Regions from separate parts of the Mus musculus genome. Here all the other regions are linked to region 1. The links are chromatin contacts, called in public Hi-C and HiChIP or PLAC-seq maps. All regions are on one chromosome and are shown on one strand. The core of a region is the stretch at or near the end of the contact, and the rest is flanking DNA. Distances in the headings are between cores, read along the strand shown. Region 1 has its middle 51 kb from the start of Gm24696. Region 2 has its middle 230 kb from the start of Pvt1. Region 3 overlaps Pvt1 (Pvt1 oncogene).

Evidence for each region. A called contact is a pair of places that touch in the nucleus more often than the background predicts. HiChIP or PLAC-seq counts read pairs in DNA pulled down with a chosen protein or histone mark.
Region 2: a BATF HiChIP or PLAC-seq map of CD8 T cells shows a contact between it and region 1, with 11 read pairs. The contact joins two enhancer-like sites. A contact is called at or near these places in 1 of 484 Hi-C or Micro-C datasets (B cells) and 3 of 115 datasets of contacts at active chromatin or transcription factors (CD8 T cells, memory CD8 T cells and regulatory T cells).
Region 3: a Hi-C map of CD4 T cells shows a contact between it and region 1, with 2.2 times the contacts expected there. The contact joins two enhancer-like sites. A contact is called at or near these places in 1 of 15 datasets of contacts at CTCF or cohesin (CD8 T cells), 2 of 484 Hi-C or Micro-C datasets (both in CD4 T cells) and 1 of 115 datasets of contacts at active chromatin or transcription factors (regulatory T cells).

What each region holds. Positions count from the first base shown.
Region 1 is chr15:61,406,556-61,410,923 of GRCm38.p6, reverse strand. No RefSeq gene overlaps it. Among named protein-coding and RNA genes, the nearest start is that of Gm24696, 51 kb to the right of the region's middle. Within about 2 kb of position 2,098, at least 15 of the 459 cell types and tissues checked have an H3K27ac peak or open chromatin away from gene starts, as enhancers often do. A contact at or near this core is called in CD8 T cells and regulatory T cells, where this site is marked.
Region 2 is chr15:62,263,268-62,267,635 of GRCm38.p6, reverse strand. No RefSeq gene overlaps it. Among named protein-coding and RNA genes, the nearest start is that of Pvt1, 230 kb to the right of the region's middle. Within about 2 kb of position 2,490, at least 27 of the 459 cell types and tissues checked have an H3K27ac peak or open chromatin away from gene starts, as enhancers often do. A contact at or near this core is called in CD8 T cells and regulatory T cells, where this site is marked.
Region 3 is chr15:62,090,774-62,095,141 of GRCm38.p6, reverse strand. The region is part of intron 1 of Pvt1 (Pvt1 oncogene); the gene reads right to left. Among named protein-coding and RNA genes, the nearest start is that of Pvt1, 55 kb to the right of the region's middle. Within about 2 kb of position 2,266, at least 115 of the 459 cell types and tissues checked have an H3K27ac peak or open chromatin away from gene starts, as enhancers often do. A contact at or near this core is called in CD8 T cells and regulatory T cells, where this site is marked.

The DNA.
Region 1 (4,368 bases), core at 849-3,348:
AACCTTGTCTCATATTTGCAGAGTTTTTTCACTGTACCATTTAAAACCTCTCCCCGGTGGCCAGTGTGTGACCCAATCCTGAATTCATTCATTCTTCTAGTAATTCTGTAATTTAAAATGTTTGAATACCTTACACTATCTTTTATAAATTAGATTCCAGTTTTCAGAAGGAACACAATGTTGAAGAACACTTGTTTATAAATCTATAGATTTCTAAGAGTTGATAATCTTTTACTCACAAGTATCAAATATTTCTTAAGTAAATTTTCTGTCAAATGCAAGGATGTATGGGGGAAAATTAAAGAAAAATAATTGGAAAAAGAATAGTGTGGTGCTAAACCATTTGATAACATGATCAGGGATGTCTGGCATTTGAGCCAAGGCCTAAATGATACAATAAAGAAATATGTGGGCATCTGGAAAAAGAGCATTCTAAGAACGAATCACAATGATGAAGACCTTAAGGTCAGAGTGTCTTTGACTGTTTAAGAAGCCAAAAGGAAGGCAAATTACTGGAATGAAAAGAAAAGGTGAGTTCAGATAGGTTCACACTGCCTAGCTTATAGGGACCAGAATTCAGGAAACAAAAGTTATGAGGGAGAAGCAATGTTGAGTAGTTCTCTATGATGCTTTTCCAAGTAAGAAGATATATTTGGCTAGGCTGCTGGCAGTAATATCTAAATAACTTTAAAAGTCCCACAGTCTGTACATACTAAAAGTTCCATCCCTTTAAATTCCTAATATCTTTTAAAATTCAGAGTCTTTTAAAAATTCAAAGTATCTTAACGGTGGGCTACACTAAAATACTTTCTTCCTTCGAGAGGGAAAAGCATCAGGGCACAGTCACAATCAAAAGCAAAATCAAACTCCAACTGTGCAATGTCTGGGATCCACTCACGATCTTCTGGATTCCTCCAAGGGCTTGGATCACTTCTTCAGCTCTGCCCTTTGTAGCACACACCTTGTCTCCTAGGCTTCCAATGCCTGTATTCCACTGTTGCTGCTGTTTTTGGTGGTCATCTCATGGCACTAGCATCTCCAAAACACTGTTGTCTTCTGCTGCAACTAGGCTTTACTAATAGCCTCTCATAGGCTCTCTTCATGGTGCCAAGCCTCAACTCCTTTGCATGACTCCTTCAGTCCTGGGCCATCAATTGCAACTGAGGCTGCACCTTCACCAATAGCCTTCCTTGGCCTCTCATAGTACCAAGCCTCAGCTGTTCTTCATGACCCCTTCATGCCTTCAAAACCAGTACCACCTGGGTGACTCTTACACATTACCAAGTCCAGCCACAGCACAAGGTACAACTTTGGCTATCTCTGTAACATAGCCTCTGTGCTCTCAGAAAACACTTCCCAGAAGATTTCACCTCAATTATTAAGTTATTCAAAAGATCAAAAAGTCAAAAATGCTTAGAAGGTCAAGAAAAATTGGTTACAGTTATTAGGTCACTTCATGAGTTTCAGTATGAAGCATGAGTAGGTCTTTTGTAGAACACGAAAAGAATGAGTAGAACTCTCATTTACTGCCATAGGTCACTATATAGTCAAATACTGTCATTCATTTGATGTACATACATGAACACACACAAACACACATAGGTCCTATCATCCCTCAAACCTCTGCTGGTCTCCCCCATTCATAATTTTATGCTTTGTGATTCACCATGCTCTCTCTTATCATAGGGACATTGAAAATTCTTCTTCTTAACTATTTGGATTTTCAATAAAACTAATAGAACCAGGGTGTTATGTAATGAAAAGAGTGGAGCAGATTCACAGCTTGTAAAGCTCTGTTTTGGATGGAGCATGGATTGGGAAATGACAAGAATTAATGGAGGAAAACCACCTTAGACATGTCTGCAGATATCAAGAGTGAGAAAGTGGTGGCTCAGACCACAGTGGCATGAAAATGGAACAAATTTGATGTTGCAAGAGCATTTTGGAAGCAATGCATTCTCAAGATCAAAGAAATAACCTACTTGGTTACAGTTATTAGGCCCCAAAAGAACTCCATTATGGCCTACAGGAGAACAAGAAGTGGCAAATTGCTTGTAAAGAAGCCTGTACAGGAGGAAGTTACCTGTGGTCTTTAGGGTGGGGCCCTCAGAAGATGATGAACTATTTCCAGGAAGAGATGATACATCTCTTTGATGTCTCGGTAGTGGTTTTAAACTTCTTCATGAAGTTCACAATCTTCTATCTAAGCATTCCTTCCCATAGCCTTCCTTCTAGAAAAATCAATTAATAGTCTTTACTTCAACCCTATTTATGGGCCCTTTAGACTTCTAAAGTGTGAAAAGAAGGTCAGTTTTTCTAATGTTCAAGAGCACTGCCTTAAGTTAGACTGATTGAACTGTGGATCTGTATTTAGTAATTAAGTGCCTATCGCTACATTTCTTGGAATCCCAGTTTTCATACCTGTGAAAGTTGTGCTTGCCACAAGGTCTTTTATTAGAATTTTGAAGACAACATTGGTGAACTTGTAGTTTCTGGTTATATGTATGCAACTTAGAGGTTACCACTTCAACCCACCTACACAAGATATGAACAAAATAATATTGTCACACATTTTTAAATCCACATGATAAAGCCGTAATGTGGTTATGGCTTCTCACATTGGAGACAACTGGTAGAAAGGCACAAATGGCAGAAACAGAGACCTTTGAGCTTCAGCACCCATGGAAACTGGTGCCAGCATAGAAGAAGCTGAATTTAGAATTGATGAAGTGACAGAAGCTGGGCTGTAGACGTGTTTGAGAGAAAGACCTTAGAAGATGAAGTAAAAGTAAGATGTGTACTTTGTGAGTTCTGTGTCCTGTAGCTGTAACAAGGTCTGATAGGGAAGGTCCGAGGGAGCTTTCGCTTTGCATTTGGTGAGAGAAGAAAAAAGAGTCCCTTTAATTACAGAACTTCTGAAAAAGGTCTGTCATTCTGACTGGTGAGAGGTGGAATCTCAGACTTGTTTTTATTTGCATCTCCCTGATGACTAAGGATGTTGAACATTTTTTCAGGTGCCTCTCAGCCATTCAGTATTCCTCAGTTGAGAATTCTTTGTTTATCTCTGTACCCCATTTTTAATAGTGTTTTCTGGATTTCTGAAGTCTAACTTCTTGAATTCTTTGTATATATTGGATATTAGTCCTCTATCAGATTTAGGATTGATAAAAATCTTTTTGCAATCTGTTGGTGGCCTTTTTGTCTTATTGACAGTGTTCTTTGCCTTACAGAAACTTTGCAATTTTATAAGGTCCCATTTGTTAATTCTTGATCTTACAGTACAAGGCATTGATTTTCTGTTAAGGAAGTTTTCCCCTGTGCCCATATGTTCCAGGCTCTTCCCCACTTTCTCCTCTATAAGTTTCAGTGTTTCAGGTTTTATGTGGAGTACCTTAATCCACTTAGAGTTGAACTTTGTACAAGGAGATAAGAATGGATCAATTCCCATTCTTCTATATGCTAACCATAAGTTGAGCAAGCACCATTTATTGAAAATGCTGTCTTTTTTTCCCCACTGGATGGTTTTAGCTCCTTTGTCAAAGATCAAGTGACAACAAGTGTGTGGGTTCAAAAACTCAGGTGACAGCAGATGCTAGCAAGGATGTGGAGGAAGAGAAATATTCCTCCATTGCTGGTGGGATTGCAAGCTGGTACAACCACTCTGGAAATCAGTGTGGCAGTTCCTCGAAAAATTGGACATAGTACTACCAGAGGATCCAGCAATACCTTTCCTGGGCATATATCCAGAAGATTCTCCAGGATGTAATAAGGACACATGCTCCACTATGTTCATAGCAGCCTTATTTATTATACCCAAAAGCTGGAAAGAACCCATATGTCCCACAACAGAGGAATGGATATAGAAAATGGGGTACATTTACACAATGGAGTACTGTGCAGCTATTAAAAAATGAATTTATGAAATTTTTAGACAAATGGATGGATCTGGAGGATGTCATCCTGAGTGAGGTAACCCAATGACAAAAGAACACACCTGATATGCACTCACTGATAAGTGGATATTAGCCCAGAAACTCAGAATACCCAAGATACAATTCACAAAACACATGAAACTCAAAGAGAAGGAAAACCAAAGTGTAAAGTTTGATCCTTCTTAGAAGGAAGAACAAAATATCCATGGGAGTAGTTACAGAGACAACGTGTAGAGCACAGACTGAAGGAAAAGCCACTCAGAGATGGCCCCAACTGGGTATCCATTCCTTATTCAGTCATTACACCCAGATATTCTTGTGGATACCGACAACTGCTTGCAGACAGGAGCCTGATATAGCTGTCTCCTGAGAGGTTCTGCCAATGCCTGACAAATACAGAAGTGGATGCTCAAAGCCCTCCATTGGACAAAGCACA
Region 2 (4,368 bases), core at 1,241-3,740, 860 kb before region 1:
CAAGCTTACCAGCACATTTTCACATGATGAGAGGACAGACAGAGGCATGGAGACATTTTTTTCTTTCTTTCTTTTTTTATTTATTTTTATTAGATATTTTCTTTATATACATTTCAAGTGCTATCCCGAAATTTCCCTATACCCTCCCCCTACCCTGCTCCCCTACCCACCCACCCACTCTCACTTCTTGGCCCTGGCATTCCCCTGTACTGGGGCATATAAAGTTTGCAATACCAAGGGGCCTCTCTTCCCAGTGATGGCCAACTAGGCCATCTTCTGATACAAATGCAGCCAGAGACACGAGCTCTGGGGGTACTGGTTAGTTCATATTGTTGTTCCACCTATAGGATTGCAGACCCCTTTGGCTCCTTGGGTGCTCTCTATAGCTTCTCAATTGGGGGCCCTGTGTTCCACCTTATAGATGACTGTGAGCATCCCCCACCCCCCTTCGACTCACCACTCTGCTCATCTGCAGTGCAATCCCAAAACTGGGATTCCAACCCATTCACCCACAGAGCCCACTTACCAAGTGCTTTGCACAATATGAAGCCCAGGAGGCAATGAGCAATGGCTTCCTTTATTTCATCCTTAAAATAGACCAAAGGGGTTGGGCCTTCCATTCTCTGAGATCATTTTAGGCAGTGGATGTAAGAACTCGGAGGAACTTGCCCAAATCCCTTCTCTCATCCACCAGCCCTCAAGCAGTGGAAATGACACCCAGAGAGTCTGTAAGAGGCAAAGGGTTGAGCAGCAAGGGACTTGTGACAGAAGGGATCCGCATAGATAAATACTTTGCAAGTCTGGCTTCATACAGAATGTGAAGGCTTGGCTTTAAGAGATTTAAATGTGGCAGCAACAATGACCCCAGGATGCTAAGATCATAGATTATCCAGACCGGATGTCAGTCTGGCTATGGAATTAAATTCTCAGTTGAAAGTAAGAAAACCAAAGCAGTGGGAAGGAAGTGGCTAGCCCAATACTCCTCAAGCACAGCTTGGGGACCGGACAACCCCGAGAAGAGGGAAATGGTGAAGTCTTGTTGAACAGATGTCAAAATTGCCATGTTTATAAATCAACTTGCCCAAACCTTCCTGGCCAGCAAAGGGACAGCCATCATTTCTTGCTTGGTCTAAGACCTAACAATGATGCCCTTTTCAAACATCTGAGTTACAAGTTTAAAAACAAAAAACAAAAGAAACAAACAAAAAACCCCCAAAACCTACTGTCTTTAGAATTTGACAGAACTTCGTTTAAAAATGTCTCCATCACTAACTGGCTATGTGGCCATAAGTAAACTAATTTCCCTAAGATACTATTTCTTCACCAGCAAAGGAGCATTAGTGAGATCACCAAAGTTTCTGGACTTTACAATAGAAGTTCCAGAGCAGGAACATACTTCATAGACAAGCTGGCACACAGTAGGTGTTCGCCCAAGGCATTTGAACGCATCGGCAGCCGAGTCAGATAGGTAGATAGCACTTGGGCAAGGTCCTGTCTGCAGGAGGATGTATACATCTCTGCCTAAAGCTCATGGAAGAAAACCAACCAAATGTGGGGAAGTCTGAGATGGGTCACTTCCCACTGTGACCCCGGAAAGCAGGCTAGGAGGTCCGAGATGGGAGGCAAAGAAGGGAAGTTGAGGAGGAAGAGTAAGTATGAGAGAATTTCCATTTCTGGAGGTTTTAATCTTGGTTTTTTTTTTTTTGTTTGTTTTTTTTTTTCTATTTAAAGGCTTGCTCTCTGATTAATGAACCCCATTTCGGGTCCCTGTTCTTAGTAGGAACCCATATCCAGTAAGAACCAACTTGCTTGGAAAGTCCACTGGGGTACTATGGCTCTGGCCTGGGCTCACAGATTGAGTGCCTTAATTTGAATAAAAGCGCTAGAGGATTTCCAGGGGAAACACCAGGGCAGCCTTCTAACTGCTGCTGATCTTGTGACACACAGAGAGTCCAGAAGGTTCTTCTTGGATGACTTTACTCAGCAGATACGTGCTGGTGTCCCACCCCTGCTAGGCTTGGGCTCTGCCAGGGAACCATCCTGGACATCTCCCCAGCCACAACCCAGGAGGGGCCGTAGATACAGGGATCAAAGGTTATGCCTCTGAACTAGTAAGGGCTCTTAAAGAATGAACCCTTCCAGGGACTGCAGGATGACTAGGGGACACTTGATTGGGAGCATGTAGTGTCTTGTGACTGCTATCACAAAGTGCTGACATCTGGGTGACTTTAGACAACAGAGATGAATTATGAAAACAATGAGTGAGCAGAGTCCTGTTCTTCCTGACTCCACAGGGAACACCTCTTCCTCATACCTGCTAGATCCTGCAGTCCATGGCTTGTGGAAGCACCAGTTACGTTCCTGCCTCCCACTGCCTGTAACCTTCTTGCCATATGTATTCTTCAGTGTAACCCTAGCTGAACTTAGCATCTACAAAGGTCACATTCACAGGTTCTGAAGGTTAGGATTTGACCTTACCTTCAGGAGTGTAACAGTTAATCATTATTATCTTGGCTGCATTTACAGTCCCTGAGAGGCTGACCACATTCTGGGATTGTCTAAGGGTCACAGAAAATTAAGCAAAGGGGAAGACTCCAATCTAAGGGGGATGTTGCTAGAAGACCAAACTTTTACCTTTCCCCACATCTCATCTCCATGTTTTAGGCTGTTCTCCTCCACCTGCCCTTTAATGATAGGCTAACCCTTCCGACACCATACACTGAAATAAATTCTTTCTCTTTTAAGTTTCTGTCAAGGTTTAGTAACAAAAGCTATCTCAGACAGGAAATCAGTTCCACACATTACACACAGAGCAACAGAGTGGCATAGGCAGTGGCAAAGCCCAAGCCAGGCAGGAAGAAGCCAGCCTGTCCCAAGCTGGGCAGGAAGGGAGTCCCGTGGGCAGCACACTGATCATGTTGTACCAGGAGAGGGAGGAGAGAATGACAAAGGAACTGACCAGCTCTTCCTCCTCTGATAAAGGCGATCATTGGTCCTAGCTCATACTGGTGTTTGTCCCAGAGAGGTAGCTGTCTTGACAGGGAGTCTTATACCAGGTTCTTCCACACTTTAAAACAGCACCCCACTTGTGACTGACCTGACACTCTATGGCTTTCAGATGGGAGAAAATTGTTCTTAGCAGTAAAATGGAGACTGAGGAGAAAGTATCCCTGTGACATCCTGGCAAACATCAGAAGAGAATAGGGAGCATCCTTCTGTCAAAAAAAAAAAAAAAAAAAAAAGGAAGTAGGGTATCTTGGGGTCCAGGAGCAAAGGGTTATGTCAGATATTAATGTTTCTCTTCTGGGCAGGCTTCTTCTGATCTAAGGCTACCCGATATTCATTCCCAAATAGCTATGTAGAGCATCTCTTATGTGCACTTCTTCCTGACAGACAAGCCAAATCTCTGTTTCCTAGAGATTATTATACCATGGGCAAAGAAATGGGCAGAGTAGCTGAAACATGTGAGGCACTTGAAAAAGCACCAAGCTCACTAGAGGACAGTAAAGCTATCCAGAGGACTCACGGGCATCATCAGATGCTGGGAAGTCTGAATGTTATCATGGGGATATTGTTATCTGGCCCAGAGGAGGAACTGAGCAATGAAAAGAAAGAGGAGTCATCATTTACAAAGAACCTGGGACAGAATTCTACCCTGAACTGCAGTTAGAGGGGAGAGAGAGCAGGATGACATTAGGAGATGGTAAGCCAGAGTCCAGGGTGTTATGATTATTTAAGCCCCATCTTTGTAAAATGTGAGAAACTTAGGGCTTGAGAAGCTGTTGGGGTCTTGTAGTAGGACTTCCATTTTCGAAGGTTGCCTAGCTTTGCCTTAAGAATAACTATTGAAAGGTAAAGCAGAAACAGGAACAAGAATCCAATGGCTGTGTTAATAATCTAGGCAAGGGGAATGTGGCTGGACCATGGTAGGAACAGGGGGGAAAATGTGAAACTGTCATTTTGGATATGTCCTGCTCATAGATTGGACATGTAAGAGGACAGTCCAAGAAGGGCTTATTCCAAACTCTAATAGGGACTGAAAAATGCAGGATCAGGAAACTGCAAGAGAGGAAATGGAGAAGACCTTCAGTATCTGAGGCCATAAGACACTGAGCAGAAGCACGGAAGAAGCAATTGGGGGACATTTGACAGAAGTCAGGCCTGACAAAGGAATGTTCCAAGTACTTGACTGCAGATAGGAGAGGGCAAACAAGGATCAAAGCTATGGATAGGAACAATCTGGAAGACAGACAAGGATTTGGGTCACAAGAAGTCAGTTTTCTTCCCATAGTGCTCCAACTGGGATTTTAGGTAGGTTGTCTCCCTGTTCTGATCCCTAGACTCCTCTAGGACTCAAAATAACAGCTC
Region 3 (4,368 bases), core at 1,017-3,516, 680 kb before region 1:
ACTGGATCAGTTTCTCACTTAAAAAAAATAAAACAGGGGCTGGAGAGATGGCTCAGCAGTAAAGAGCTGCTCTTCCAGAAGACCCCAGTTCGGTTCCTAGCACCCAATTCACATCTCACAAGTGTTTGTAACTCCGGTTTCAGGAGGTCTGACGTACTCGCACATGCAGGCAAAACACACAAAATAAAAATAAATATACCCTTAAAATAAACAAATAAATAAATAAATAAATAAATAAGATTTGCGGGTGACAAACATCCTCCAAGTGGAAGCTGTGGGGCTATGGGCAATGGTAACAACCAGGTCCTTAAGTTCTTGGGGTGAAAGAAGAGTAGAAGAGCTTACTAGAGTATCTGATATACAGCAACGCTTAAAATTAGGTAATGAGAATTAATTAAAACCTGATGACACTAGTATCATTACTATTTAATAACAAAGAGTAAGAATGGCAGCTTCGTGACTTACTAATGACTGCTTAAACACTTCATCGCAGTGTGTAATATGCAAAACACAAACCTGTAATACTCAATACACAACTTGCAATTCATGGGAGCCTAATTCTAGCCCTAGACCACGCCCTCTGCTTACATACCAGATCTGCCATCAGCGGAGTCTTAAGCTGTATATTACTAACCTCACCTAGCAGGTGCAGTGCCTCCAAATCAAGGTGTGCATTAGCCCCATGACAGAGTATACCGATCTGCTCAAAAGCAAAAAGGACCCTTTTCCTCCTACTGGGTTACCTAGTCCAGCCTGAGGATTTGTGCCTAGTCTTGTTATTCTGGATTTGTTTGATATCCCTGGGAGGCCTGCTCTTTTCTAAAGGGAAATGGAAGAGGAGATGTGGAGGGGGGGCAGGGGCGGGTAGTAGTAGGGGGATGGGAAACGGTGGTCAGGACTTAACATATGAGAGAATACACCTTTTTTTTCCATTTTTTATTAGGTATTTAGCTCATTTACATTTCCAATGCTATACCAAAAGTCCCCCATACCCACCCACCCCCGAGAATACACTTTTAAGTGAAAAGGAAGAAACAAACCAAAAAGAATAAATAAATAAAGGGCATAGAATTAAAAAGATGCCTGTGTTCAGAGGAAGGAAGAAGATCTGGAACCATTAAAAATAAAATTCTCCTGTGGCACCTGTGTGTCTTCACACAGTGCTTATTTCTAAGTGTTGAGATTCAGACCCTGAGCAAGCAGCTGAAGTGCCTATTTAACATTCCAAAGTGGATCTGACCTCCGGTTCTCCCAGCATCCCTCAGTCCCTACCTGTTACGGAGCATGGCTGGCAAGCCCCACCCTCTATGCTGAACTTTCCAGCCCTCTATGCTGAACTTTCCACCCTCTATGCTGAACTTATCCAACCCCTGAATAATGTCTAACCTAACACCATCATACTGGGGTGCTCGGAATTAAATGAGCTGATATTTGCAAAAGGCTGGGATGGCAGCCTAGTTCGAAGAAATGCTCTCCTATCCTATGCTAGACAGAATAATTATGTATGTTATAATCAGAAAATGTAAAAGTCAGGAAAAAAAAAATAAAGATAACCAAAGACAGAAGGGATCAAAAACATCAACGTAAGGAGCCTTTAATGACGCTTTGTGACGGTTTAGAATGGTCTACCCAAACCTAGCCAAGTCTAACTATGTTATGGAGGTGGTAAAAGCAGTTAACCTAAACATCTGGGACACTCACAGAATGATAGGTAGGTAGGTAGATAGATAGATAGATAGATAGATAGATAGATAGATAGACAGACAGACAGACAGATGTTGAATAAAAAGTGACGTTTACAGTGATGTTAGCTCAAGGCAGGGCTTTTCAGGCCATTTCCCCTGGTCTCACCCTGTGCCCCTATTAATCATCTCCCATTCCAATAACATATGTGCATAAGAAATGAGATTCAACCACCTCAAGTACTGTTTTCAGTATATACTTTTCACCAGCAGCCACGCTGGAGTCAAAGAGGGCCTGGCCTGGAAGGAAAGGCAGGGAGGAAGTGCTAGCTCAGCAGAACTAGCCTCTCCTAGCAGAGCATCCTCAGAGCTGAGCAGAGGCTGCAACCGAGCTTCCCACTCATTGTTATTCCAACCAGGTGTCTGCAGGCAGGCAACCCCAGGATACTGCAGAGGAATGTGAGCTTCACACCAGATCGGAAGCAATGCCCCCTCCCAATTGCCCAGCACCCCTTCCTGGTGTAGGAGGAAATGAGGGGTGGGGGTGGGCTCCAAGCAGAGTTGCAGATGAGCCAGGCTTGCACATAAAAGATCTTTCGTGGCTGCTCTGTCTGGGCCTCTTCCTCCCCTCCTTACTTACTAAGCAAGGGTGCCCCTCCCCTTCTTCCTCCCCGACAACCTGACCTTGGCAGAGGCCAAATACAAGCCTAGGCAGCATCTGGCCATTCCTTGCATTCTGCAGAGCAGGCTGAGAGGCTTGAGAAGGGCAAGTGAGGCTGCTGAGCCTTTCCATGAGGTGAGCAATCCTGGCCCCTGTGTGTCGATAACAGGTGAGCTTGGTTTTACAAAGGTATTTAGTATCATCCCAGGAGGGGAATCCAATCCTCACACATACACAGTATTATGGAAATTGCCATAAAGGCTTTTTCTAATGAAGCCTAAGGCCTCTCATAAAGGTGAGTGAAGCCACCCCAGTGAGCAGCTTCAATAAGCCAGAGGCAGGCAAGATGCTCTGTTTGTATCCACATCTGGGTGCACCAGAGCGCACCCAGAAAGGCAATAGCACATGCGGCTCCCTCTCCCTTGGGCACATCAAATTAATGTTCCTCTTTCAGCCCACTATTGTCTCTATGACATGGAGTTTTCTCCTCCTTTCAACCTTATACTCATCTCTAAGCAATCAGGCTCCCACCGGACACGGAAAGAGAGGGCAGTTTGACTGGGACACAGATAAAGATAAGACACAGCAGGACCGGCTGTGCAATATATATAGCAAGACAGTAAAGACTGGGCACTTGATAGGCGGGAAGCACTAAAATCAATTCAGAAAGCACAAAGATCTCTGTTGGGGCTGCCCCACCCCCACCCTGCCCTGATATCACACTCTTGAAGTCAGTCAAGGAAGTGTAGTGATGAGGCAGCCACAGTCTCCACAAAGGAAGACGAAGCAACAGTTTGGACACACTTTCAGGAAGGAAAAGGAACGTTTTGGACCATGAGCCAGAGGTGCTCACCCATCGGAGCTAAAGCACTTCCAAGATGCTCAAAGGACTATCAAGCACACAGCCCAAGGATCCTAACAGCGAGGCATGACAGGAAGGGACTTACGTCTGCAGCAACACTAGGTGATGTCACCCAAGCCAGATGCTCAGGTAAGGGCTGGGCAGACTATCACAGAAGAGGTAATGTGCACACAACACAGGGCCTTTTCTCTTACCTATCCTCAACTCCAGGTTACTTAGCCATCCTGCTACGCTAGCACACTGATCTCATAGGCCTCAATGGTCACACTCAAACAAAGGACCACCTGGCATTGGCACACCCTAAGGACCCTTTCAGTTACTGCTTCATCACCCATTCCTTGTAGGCTAAAGCAAATGTGACCGCCAGATGCTTTGAATATTATATCTACACAAGCCTTTCAGCACAGTTTTGGAAACAGAAAAGTCCAAGATAAATGTCCCCAGCCATCCATTAAGAGCCACATAGTGACTGCTGTTCCGGAGGCTGCAGTGTAGGTTATTCAACATCCCTCATCTTCTAAGCCAGCAAACTGAGAAGGGTAGACTGACTCCATGAACCACTCTCTACCTTACTATCTGAGTACCCTCAAGGGGGCGATGCAACAACTTTGTCACCGAGATCACAGTGGTTGACAAGAAGGCCGCAGAACTGTTGGATACCAGGCAGGGACTCTACATCAGAAATAAGGTCCCCTCAGCCTATGCCCGCCTCTAAACTACACTGTAACCCCTACTGTTACAGGTATACATGTTGCCCCAAGAGAATGCTTGCTGGGCTTATACCTCAGGGCTTACTCCATACATTTGTGGCCTGATTATAAATATGACTGAAGAGTTGTATGTTCTAGTACAGTTTATACCCAGGGTGACTTATTACTCTGGGGAGGAGATATTCTATCAACTAATAGCTCCAAAGAATGGAGTAAAAAGGGTGGCCATTCCCACTGTGTTAATAGGTTCTCTCCTCAACACTGGGCTGTCCAGAGCTGCTAGTCTAGGGGTCTCAGTCTTAGTATTCCAAGATACCACTTATAAGGCCCTATAGATGGAGATAGAAAAGTCCATCACAGCCCTACAGGATTCCTTATCCTCCATGGCAGAAGTAGTCGTGCAGAACAAAAGAGGCCTAGACTTGTTCCTCCAACAGGGAGGACTCTATATAG